Regions from separate parts of the Pan troglodytes genome. Here regions 2 and 3 are each linked to region 1. A link is a contact called in public Hi-C data. All regions are on one chromosome and are shown on one strand. Each heading gives the region's core, a stretch centred on a gene start, on an enhancer-like site or on the middle of the called end of the contact. The rest is flanking DNA. Distances are from core to core; before and after follow the strand shown. Region 1 holds the start of ARHGAP5 (Rho GTPase activating protein 5). Region 2 overlaps AKAP6 (A-kinase anchoring protein 6). Region 3 holds the start of AKAP6 (A-kinase anchoring protein 6).

What was found. Hi-C and Micro-C count contacts between places; a contact is called where the count stands out from the background.
Region 2: a contact with region 1 is called in a Hi-C map of induced pluripotent stem cells, with 2.5 times the contacts expected there. The contact joins the enhancer-like site here to the promoter of ARHGAP5 in region 1. A contact is called at or near these places in 3 of 7 Hi-C or Micro-C datasets (blood, induced pluripotent stem cells and stem cell-derived neural progenitor cells) and 1 of 1 datasets of contacts at active chromatin or transcription factors (stem cell-derived excitatory neurons).
Region 3: a contact with region 1 is called in a Hi-C map of induced pluripotent stem cells, with 1.5 times the contacts expected there. The contact joins the promoter of AKAP6 here to the promoter of ARHGAP5 in region 1. A contact is called at or near these places in 2 of 7 Hi-C or Micro-C datasets (induced pluripotent stem cells and stem cell-derived neural progenitor cells), 1 of 1 datasets of contacts at active chromatin or transcription factors (stem cell-derived excitatory neurons) and 1 of 1 other capture datasets (stem cell-derived neural stem cells).

Annotation. Positions count from the first base shown.
Region 1 is chr15:30,317,377-30,320,234 of NHGRI_mPanTro3-v2.0_pri, forward strand. It overlaps ARHGAP5 (Rho GTPase activating protein 5), which reads left to right and starts at 1,342. Exons shown (of 7, transcript XM_016925972.4): 1 at 1,342-1,676.
Region 2 is chr15:30,501,205-30,504,062 of NHGRI_mPanTro3-v2.0_pri, forward strand. All of the region lies in intron 1 of AKAP6 (A-kinase anchoring protein 6), which reads left to right. Among named protein-coding and RNA genes, the nearest start is that of AKAP6, 52 kb to the left of the region's middle. Within about 2 kb of position 1,482, at least 11 of the 24 cell types and tissues checked have an H3K27ac peak or open chromatin away from gene starts, as enhancers often do. A contact at or near this core is called in induced pluripotent stem cells and stem cell-derived neural progenitor cells, where this site is marked.
Region 3 is chr15:30,449,500-30,452,357 of NHGRI_mPanTro3-v2.0_pri, forward strand. It overlaps AKAP6 (A-kinase anchoring protein 6), which reads left to right and starts at 1,480. Exons shown (of 15, transcript XM_509893.8): 1 at 1,480-1,726. LOC112205531 (U6 spliceosomal RNA) reads right to left here and starts at 1,187; the gene lies at 1,081-1,187. LOC112205527 (U6 spliceosomal RNA) reads left to right here; the gene lies at 1-69.

The sequences.
Region 1 (2,858 bases), core at 92-2,591:
CTTCAGGTATTCTTAAGGGCTTTCAGTACAAAGATAAAAACATGCGTTGGAATGCATTAACATTCCAACTTACATAAGTGGTGTAGATACCTATGGCATTAGTACCACATTTTGATGGTTGGACCACCCACCAAATTCCCTTCTCTCCTTTTTTACTTCTTTTTCTTTCTGTTTGCTTTCATTGCAAGTTTCCTTCCGCATCCTTCTTTCCCACCTACAATTTGTAACTGAAAGAAAGAAGTAGCTACAGACCTTACCTAACCTACTCTTAACCTACTTGGTAGGTAGGGTTCAGATGCAAGGGAGTGGCTCGAATAAAGCATTTTAGTTATGCCTTTTAGAAATTAGGGAGCAAGAGATATATAGAAAAATTAGAAATGTCTCTTCTACCTTTATTAAGTCTACCTTTGAGAAATATGAAGGGCAGGAAGACGGAAAAACGAACAGAACTTCTGCTGGAATATTGTGACAGATTTACTGACAAATATTTTCTAACAGATTTTTACCAACAGGCAGTTTTTGTTTTCTTTACTGACAGACCGTAAATGTACTTCTGGTTGGCAGCAGCTGCATCGTTATAACACAAAAGCAACCTTGGCTAACTTCAGTACCTTACGTAACATAAGAAATAAAGAATAACTTGAATTTAAAATACTTTTTATATGTTTACTAACATTAAACTATTTTCAATGCAGGAAATAAATATTTCCCAAAAGAGGAATCCCCCCTCAATTACTTTCTTTCAGACTTAACAAATTGGAGTAGATATGGTTTTGCTCATTCTTTTATCTGCTGGCAACTATTTTAAGTCTCCTGTGCAAGGCAGATTCCGATGACCTCGGGAAAGTCACAGGACCTCAGTTTCTTCAATGGTAAAAGCAAAGGCAGTGGTTTCTACCGTCCTTTCTCACTGCACCATTCAGCGTCAGTGCCCTCATGAGAAACACACCCAAAGCCCAGTGTGCTGTACCCCAAAACTTGTGAAATTTCTAGAGTCTCAAAAAAGTGAATATGTTTAAGGCAGTATAATAAAAGCCAGGTGGACGACAGTTCCTAAAGTTAGGCTGGTAGTGGCGTGAACAGGGGTCTTTTGGGCCACCCTGAGACCCGCCCCACGGGGCTTCTCGCTCCACTTTCACAGAACGTACTGAATCAGGGGCCTGCATCCCCGTGCCGTGCCGAGCCGACGGAGAAATGGACTCCTCTTCTCGCTCCTGTGGAGTTTCGTCTTCTGGGTGAGTGTGGCACCGGGTCCTGGGCGGGTGATGTCTGTAGTTGGCGAGCGATCCTCAGCCAGAAAACTGGCTGCGCACACAGGCGCAGACACGCGAACATGTTCCTGCGAACGAGCTTGGGCGCATGTTTTCCTCCCTTGCTTTCTTTAATGCTCAGAGACCATAAGGGGATTTATCGAGAAGCATTCGGTGCCCATGCCCGGTTTGGAACCGCGAGCACAATATCTGGTTCCTTTGCAGTACGGTGGTTTGCTCTTGAGTTACGACCAGAAACCGGAACAGAAGGAAAGGGAGAAAGCAGGGGAGGTTCGGAGACGACGGCGCTCCGGGCAGCAAGGCAGTAGCTTCCAAAGCGTGGAGGATGGGACTGAGGAGGAGCAGAATACGGGGAAAGAGGGAAGCTGAGGAAAAATACTCACGCCAATGGGTAAAAGGGAAAAGGTGAGAAGGAATGGAGTAGGGGAGGGAACCAATGGTGGGAGAGGCGGAGGAAGAAGGGGGAGGGGTAGAAGCCAATGGGGGAGTGGAGGGGAGGGAGAAGCAGAGGGGAGGAGGGAGCGGGGACGCGAGCGAGGACGCGGCCCCGCGCGCTCGTCCCCCTCCCTCCGACTGGATCGCTCGCGCCTTCCCAGGCTCCCGGGAGACGAGGGCAGGGGCGGGGCCGTGCCGGGTGCGCGGCGCGGGAGGCGTCGCGAGGTGAGGGGGCGGGGGCGGGGGGATTGTGCGGAGGGCAGCGCGGGTGCGCGCGCGCGCGCGCGTCCCGTCCAGGCTGCGCCGCCGCTCCGCCCCCGGTCGGGTGTGTGGCTGCGCGCGCCGGGAGAGATGCTGAGGTAAAGTTCGGGAGAGAGGGAGAGAAATCCGTCAGCGCGAGGGAGCCCGAGTGGCCGCCATTACTGAGCCCGGCGCGGCGGCGGGCGCTGGGGAAGGGGGGAGGGACGGGCCGCCGCTGGTGGCGGGGAGGGAGGGAGGGTGGGTGAGCTGGCTGCGGGAGCCGTGGGGCTCAGGGTTTCGGGGCGTGTGTGTCGGGGAGGGCGGGGGGAGGTGGCTGAAGGGACGCGCCGCTCGGTGAGCGCGCCGAGGAAGAGAGGCGAGCAGAGAGTGGAGGAGGAGGCGGCGGCGGCGGGAGCGGTCCCCAGGAATGTCGCTGCCGCCGCCACCGCCGGGGCCGCTGCCGTTGAGGAGGAGACGGAGGAGACCGACGTTGTTAGGTAGGACCTTGCGGACCCCGCTCCTCCAAGCCTGCCTGCCCCCTCCCGGACGGGGACCCTCCTGCGGCTAGCTGCCCCGCTCGGTCGCCGCTGCCGGTTGTAACCAGTTGAAGGGGCTGGGGCCCCGCGGCCGCCGAGGGGAGCCTGGCGCTGCGCTCGGTTTTCGCAGGCCGGGCGGGCAGCAGCTGCAGCGTTAGGGATACGTTCGGCGTGAAGGGCAGAGAGGCCGGGGGAGGGGGTGCTTTCTCCACAGGTGACGGGGCCAGGGTCGGCGGAGGCCTGATGCTGGCCGGGGATCGCCGGCCCCGCCAGGCGTCCGCTCTCGCCCGCCGCCTCACTTGCTCGAGTCTCGGGTGGTCCGTCGAGAGGGGAGGTGGCGGTGTCCGTTGGCCGGGTTGCTGCTGTTAACGAGTTC
Region 2 (2,858 bases), core at 232-2,731, 180 kb after region 1:
TTGGGAGGCTGAGACAGGGGAATTGCTTGAACTCGGGAGGCGGAAGTTGCAGTGAGCCAAGATTGTGCCATTGCACTCCAGCCTGGGTAACAAGAGCAAAACTCCGTCTCAAAAAAAAAAAAAAAAAAAAAAGAAGGTGTAGAGCATGGGGCACCCCTGGGACCCCTGGAAAATTATTTGGGGGTAGGAGTAGGACCAGATTAGACCCTGAAAAAAAACATGGAGAAGGAACATGATTTGACAGTCAAATTTAGGCTATTTAAAAAAATATTTCTAGGGCATTTATTCTTGGGTTCAATTTCTGACTATAAATTATCTGGAAGGGAGGGTGATACTATGAATATGGTTTTTGCAGATTTTTTGGGAAAGCCCAGTTGGTTTTACTTTTGTGGGTCAAATTGGTTTTGAAGATTATCTATAAAGCTTTCAGTGATAGACCTGACCCCCAAGCCACAGCTGCTTAAATAGCTGTGTGCTGTGGATTTTCTTGTTGTGCAGTGTTTCCTTTTAACTTTCCTGTTCAGGGCAGAAACAGAGTAATGCAGGCCCATATTCTTTGAATCCTAGAGAGCAAGTGACCTACTTACTATTGTACCTGAAATATTCAACTAGAGTATATTTTAGGAAATACTTTTTCAGCTTTAAACATGACTTTGCTTCTGTGAACAAACACTTCAATCGAGAGACACTGACAGGTATTCTGGGCTGTTCTCCTGACCCGTTGTGTAACTTTGGATACTGTATGACTTTTCTCCTTGGAAAGAGGCAATGTAAAATCCATGGGTTTCTTTAGAAAAGACAATTTGTAACTACACCCTTATAGGTGCATGTGATGAAGATTAGTGAAAGTTTTCATTGGGTTTAGAAATTTTAGAAATGCAGGAGGCCGGGTGCGGTGGCTCAAGCCTGTAATGCCAGCACTTTGAGAGGCTGTGACAGGAGGATTGTTTGAGACCAGGAATTTGAGACCAGCCTAGGCAACATAGTGAGACCTCATCACTACAAAAATTATACAAAATTAGTCGAGAGTGGTGGCACACACTTGTAGTCCCAGCTACACAGGAGGCTGAGGTGGGAGGATCTCTTGAGTCTGGGAGGTTGAGGCTGCAGTGAGCTGCGGTCATGCCACTGCACTCCAGTGTGGGCGACAAAGTGAAATGCAGGAGATATTTGCTGGGTTCTTTAGCAGCTGGAAGATGTGGGTTCTGGTATTCATAGTTTATTGGCCAGGATTTTCTTTATTTTGTGGTCCTCCTCTTTGCAGGGTTTCAGCCTCTCTGTGAAGACCAAAGTACCTGTGTAAACAGGATTCCAGGATGGAATATGAGTAGGTTTTTTGTTTGCAAAATTTCTTACTATACATGGCTAACTTTTAAAGAAGTAACACAATGGACCAACTGAAAGACAGAAACCTTGGGTAGCTTTGTAATTTTCTATGTGTGTGTTCTGCCACCTGCTGGAAAAGGATCACCATGCTTGGGAAGCTGGCTGGCAAAGCAGAGGAGGGTGTGTAATCTGGCTCCTTCAGCCCTCTTCTAGGACTGGGCAGAGTACAGGAAAACTCACAAAATGCTGTGGTGTGCTTGGTTTTCTGTTGGATCTCCCTAATTGGCAACTAGAGTTATCCCACAGGGATTTCCCCTTCAGCCTGCTGAGCTCACGGCCAGCCACCTCAGGCCCAGGCTACTCTGTGAGCCCCGCTCAGGCCCAGGCTGCTGTGTGAGCCCCGCTCAGGCCCAGGCTGCTCTGTGAGCCCCGCTCAGGCTCAGGCTGCTCTTTGAGCCCCGCTCAGGCCCAGGCTGCTCTGTGAGCCCCCCTCACATCATGCTCTAGCCTCATTCCTCTGAGTATCCAGTATGTTGACTGGGATTGCCTTGAAATACTTTTCACTGGTTGAAAGTGGAAACAAAACAAAACATTAAATCCAAAGTAGGGGGCAGGGTGGCCACCTTTGTTGTAACATCTATAAGAGGGCCAACTGACCTATTCAGGAAAGGAATGGCCTTTTGTTCCTGAGATTATAGTCTCCCTCCTTTTTAGTGTTAAAATGCATTTTTACAGAATGATTCTGAGAGATGAGGGTTATCACTGTAAATGTATATTTGCTTGGCAAAAGATAAAGCAAATGTAAATCAGTTCCCTAATTCTTTTAAAATATTTTCCTATCTGTAAAATACCAAAGTCTGGCCAAATGCAGTTTGCTACTCCCTGTGGTCAGTCTTACCTTTCCCTTTATTTGACAACTTAGGCAGAAAAGTGGGGTCAACAATCCTCAGTTGTAACTTCCTTATTTTCCCTGTCAAATTCTCCATGGATTTTTCTGTGCTGTGACCCACATAGAAACATAAAAATAATAGTGTGGTGGAATGAGGATGTTTCTTCACTAACTGGGTCACTGTTTTATAGATAAATTTTGGTCTAGAGTAAATGGTTGGCCTGATTTTGCACCCCTTTGGATCATTTTCTTCCTCTGGAGTTCTGGATGGAATGTGACCTTCCTGGATGGATGTGTATGTGGGACTCCCATGGGCAAGACTTAGATTTTTGGCAGCCAGACCCTCAAGGCAACTGGGACAGGATGTGGAGGCTCAGCCTCCCTGTTATTTGAAATTTCTCAGAGGCACACAATACTTTTGAAAGATTTTTAAATGGGAATAAGACATTTTAATATCTATGATTAATTTAAATAATTTTATCAACTGAAGTAATGAAACAGACTTTCTTCTGTATTAAGGGATATAATTACAGAAGAATATTATTTTTAAAAAATGTTTTACAGCCTCAATTTAAATAAATTATAAAGTTTAAAGAAAAAATGTGGATCTACTCTGATTGAGACAGGTTTTGTGTTTGGCTTT
Region 3 (2,858 bases), core at 230-2,729, 130 kb after region 1:
ATACAGAGAAGATTAGCATGGCCCCTGCGCAAGGATGACACGCAAATTCGTGAAGCGTTCCATATTTTGCGCGGTTCAACGAAGGTCGTTGGGCAAGATACGGTGGTGTTCGTAGAGGTTGCTCAAGATCTCTCCGGGCCTGCATTTTCCTGCTCGCGAGCTTGGCCCAGTAGACACCTACGATGCTGTCCGGGCTTCCCACCAGTCCTGTCGCACAGTGGGCACACTTCCTCGACAGCCTCCATCTTCGAGGCGCCTAGTTACGTTACTATTAAGTTACCTAGGTGATCCTCGTATCTGCGTCCAAATACTTGTTTTCATTGATTAAAATATGCTTTCAGGCTGGGCAATGAACATTCCTCCTAATCAAATTTCCCATCACAGAATCTGTCCGATTTATGTAAACCGGCCCTTTCTAAGTACTTCTTAGAGGATACATGAAAACAGAAGACTCGTGAAAACAGATCCAGATGGGCTTGCTACTTGTGGCCAGTATTCAAATGGGTCCTGGAGCTCTTGAATCTATAGGCAAAGGCCAACATTGATTTCCAATAATACCAGCCCTTAGTAACATTCCTTTCCTTTGTGCAGCTCGCAGTCTAAGAGAAAGGGTGTAAGCACTCAGGTCTAAGATGATGGAGAATGGCACAAAGTAGGCTCAAGAAATGAGCGCTAATGTTTCCTTCCTTTAGGAGAGATTTATTAGGTTAGGAAAGATTTAGTAAGGATTTATTGGACAATTCATATGCCAGTTGGTCTTCTATTGAACAAAAGCCAAACAAGCTGGGGCTCTGGAGTTTGTGTTGTTTGGTGAGACAAGACCGTAAGTCTACTTCAGAATGAAAAGTTCAATGAAGAAGCCACAAGGTGACCTTTTTCCATTTCCAAAATGCGTATTAACGATCTATTCGCACACAACATTCCTCGGGTGACTCTGCTTCGTTCCCACTTCATAGATTTCACAAATTTTTTGTAATGAAAACCACAGTTTCGTCATTGGGTGCCACCCGTTTTTGCTTAGATTCACACTATTTCCTTAGTACTAATTAGCAGATGCTGAAATGATCTTGACAGACTGCGCAAAATATGGAACGCTTCACGAATTTGCGTGTCATCCTTGCGCAGGGGCCATGCTAATCTTCTCTGTATCGTTCCAATTTTAGTATATGTGCTGCCGAAGCGAGCACGTTGGAAAAAGGTCACCCACAGGCCTTATAAGGCACGGGAGTCTTTCACCTGTTCTACTTACGGTGACCGAACCGCGCGCTTTCCGGTCCATCTTGGAGCCTTTGGGAGAATTTCATGCAACGGAACTCATCACAAGGCTCGTATGTTTGGTGCTCTGACCGCCAGGTCGTACCTGGCCGCGACGACCTTTCAGGTTTACCTGTTGGGTGGGACATGCAAATGAGCGCCCGGGGCACCCTGGGTAAAGGGCCCCGCTTAGCACCCAGGCCGGGGGCTTTGAGTTCTCGTGCCGCGGAGCTCAGCCCGCGGGGCATGCCGGGAGCTGCCAATGCTGCGGCCGCCTCTGAGCGCGCGGCGGGGTCCAGCGCCCAGGCGAGCTGGAGACGCCCCGATAACGAGGCTGCTGCGGCACCGAGAGGGCCGGCCCTGGGTCGGCGCGCACCTTTAGAACAGGTCGTTTCACCATTAACTTCCTCTGATGAGTAATTTTTTTTAAAAAAGTAATTAACCGACCATTATCACACCTAGAAAAGTTAAGGTAATTCCTTCATGGCACCTAATATTCAGTCTACTTTCAAATTTCCTTATTTCAGAAATGCCTTATTACAGTCGAATTGTCATAGAGATCCAAACAAGGTCCCAGGTTGTATTCGGTTGCTACGACCCTGGGTGTCTATTGTCCTCTAATTGCCCTCGCCTCGTTTTTCTTCATGTCATTCGTATACTGAGGGATATTTGCCCTGTGGAATGTCGCGGATCTTGGGATTTGGCCCATTACTTACTGATGGTGTCGTTTAACTTGTTTCTGTAGCCTCCATGTTTCTTGAAAATTTATGGTTAGGGGTAATGGACTCATTAGATTCTGGTTAAGTTGTGTTGTGTTTTGTTTTGACGCCCGCACGGCTTCAAACACAGTGGTAGGGTGTGTGCTTACTGCACCTCAGCAAGAGTAGTGTATCCGCTGGCTGTCCCCGTGTGAGTGATGCCTACCCCTGACCTGTGGGTGCAGGTGGGGTCAGCCGTCTGACCCCTCACACTATAAAGTCTCCCAGAAATCTTTCCTTTAATGATTTTAGGATACACCCATGAACAAGCCAAGTAGAAGGTCTGGTCTGGTGGTTTGCTTGCTTTTTGTTTTGTTTTGAGGACACGTTGTAATTGTACATATTTATGGGGTGCAATTTGATGTTTCGATACATATCTATGTTGTATAACGATCCAATCAAGGTAGTGTATCCACCACCTCATGCATTTATCCTTTCTCTGTGGTGAGAACATTCAGTAGCCTCTCTTCTATTTTGTGGTATACAGAATTTTACTGTTAACCATTTTCACCCTACCGTGCAATAGAGCATCAGAATTTTTTCCCTCTTCTTTAATTGTATCTTTGTACCCATTAACCAATGTTTATAAACAAATATTGTGAGTTTGTGAGTTATAAGTTTACTTGTGAGTTATAAGGATTTAACCCCTGGCCTATGGTGGCCAAGTTCTGTATCCCATGGAAGAGAATTGAGAGAATAATAGGATCAGGGAAAGAAATTAGGAAAGAGTGTTGATGTCATTTGAGTCTCTGGATCATTTGATCCCATGAGCAGGTGCTTTCCATAGTTGTTTGGTTACTCGTTCTAACAAATTACTTTTATTAGGCTAGATTAAAGTTGTTTTTG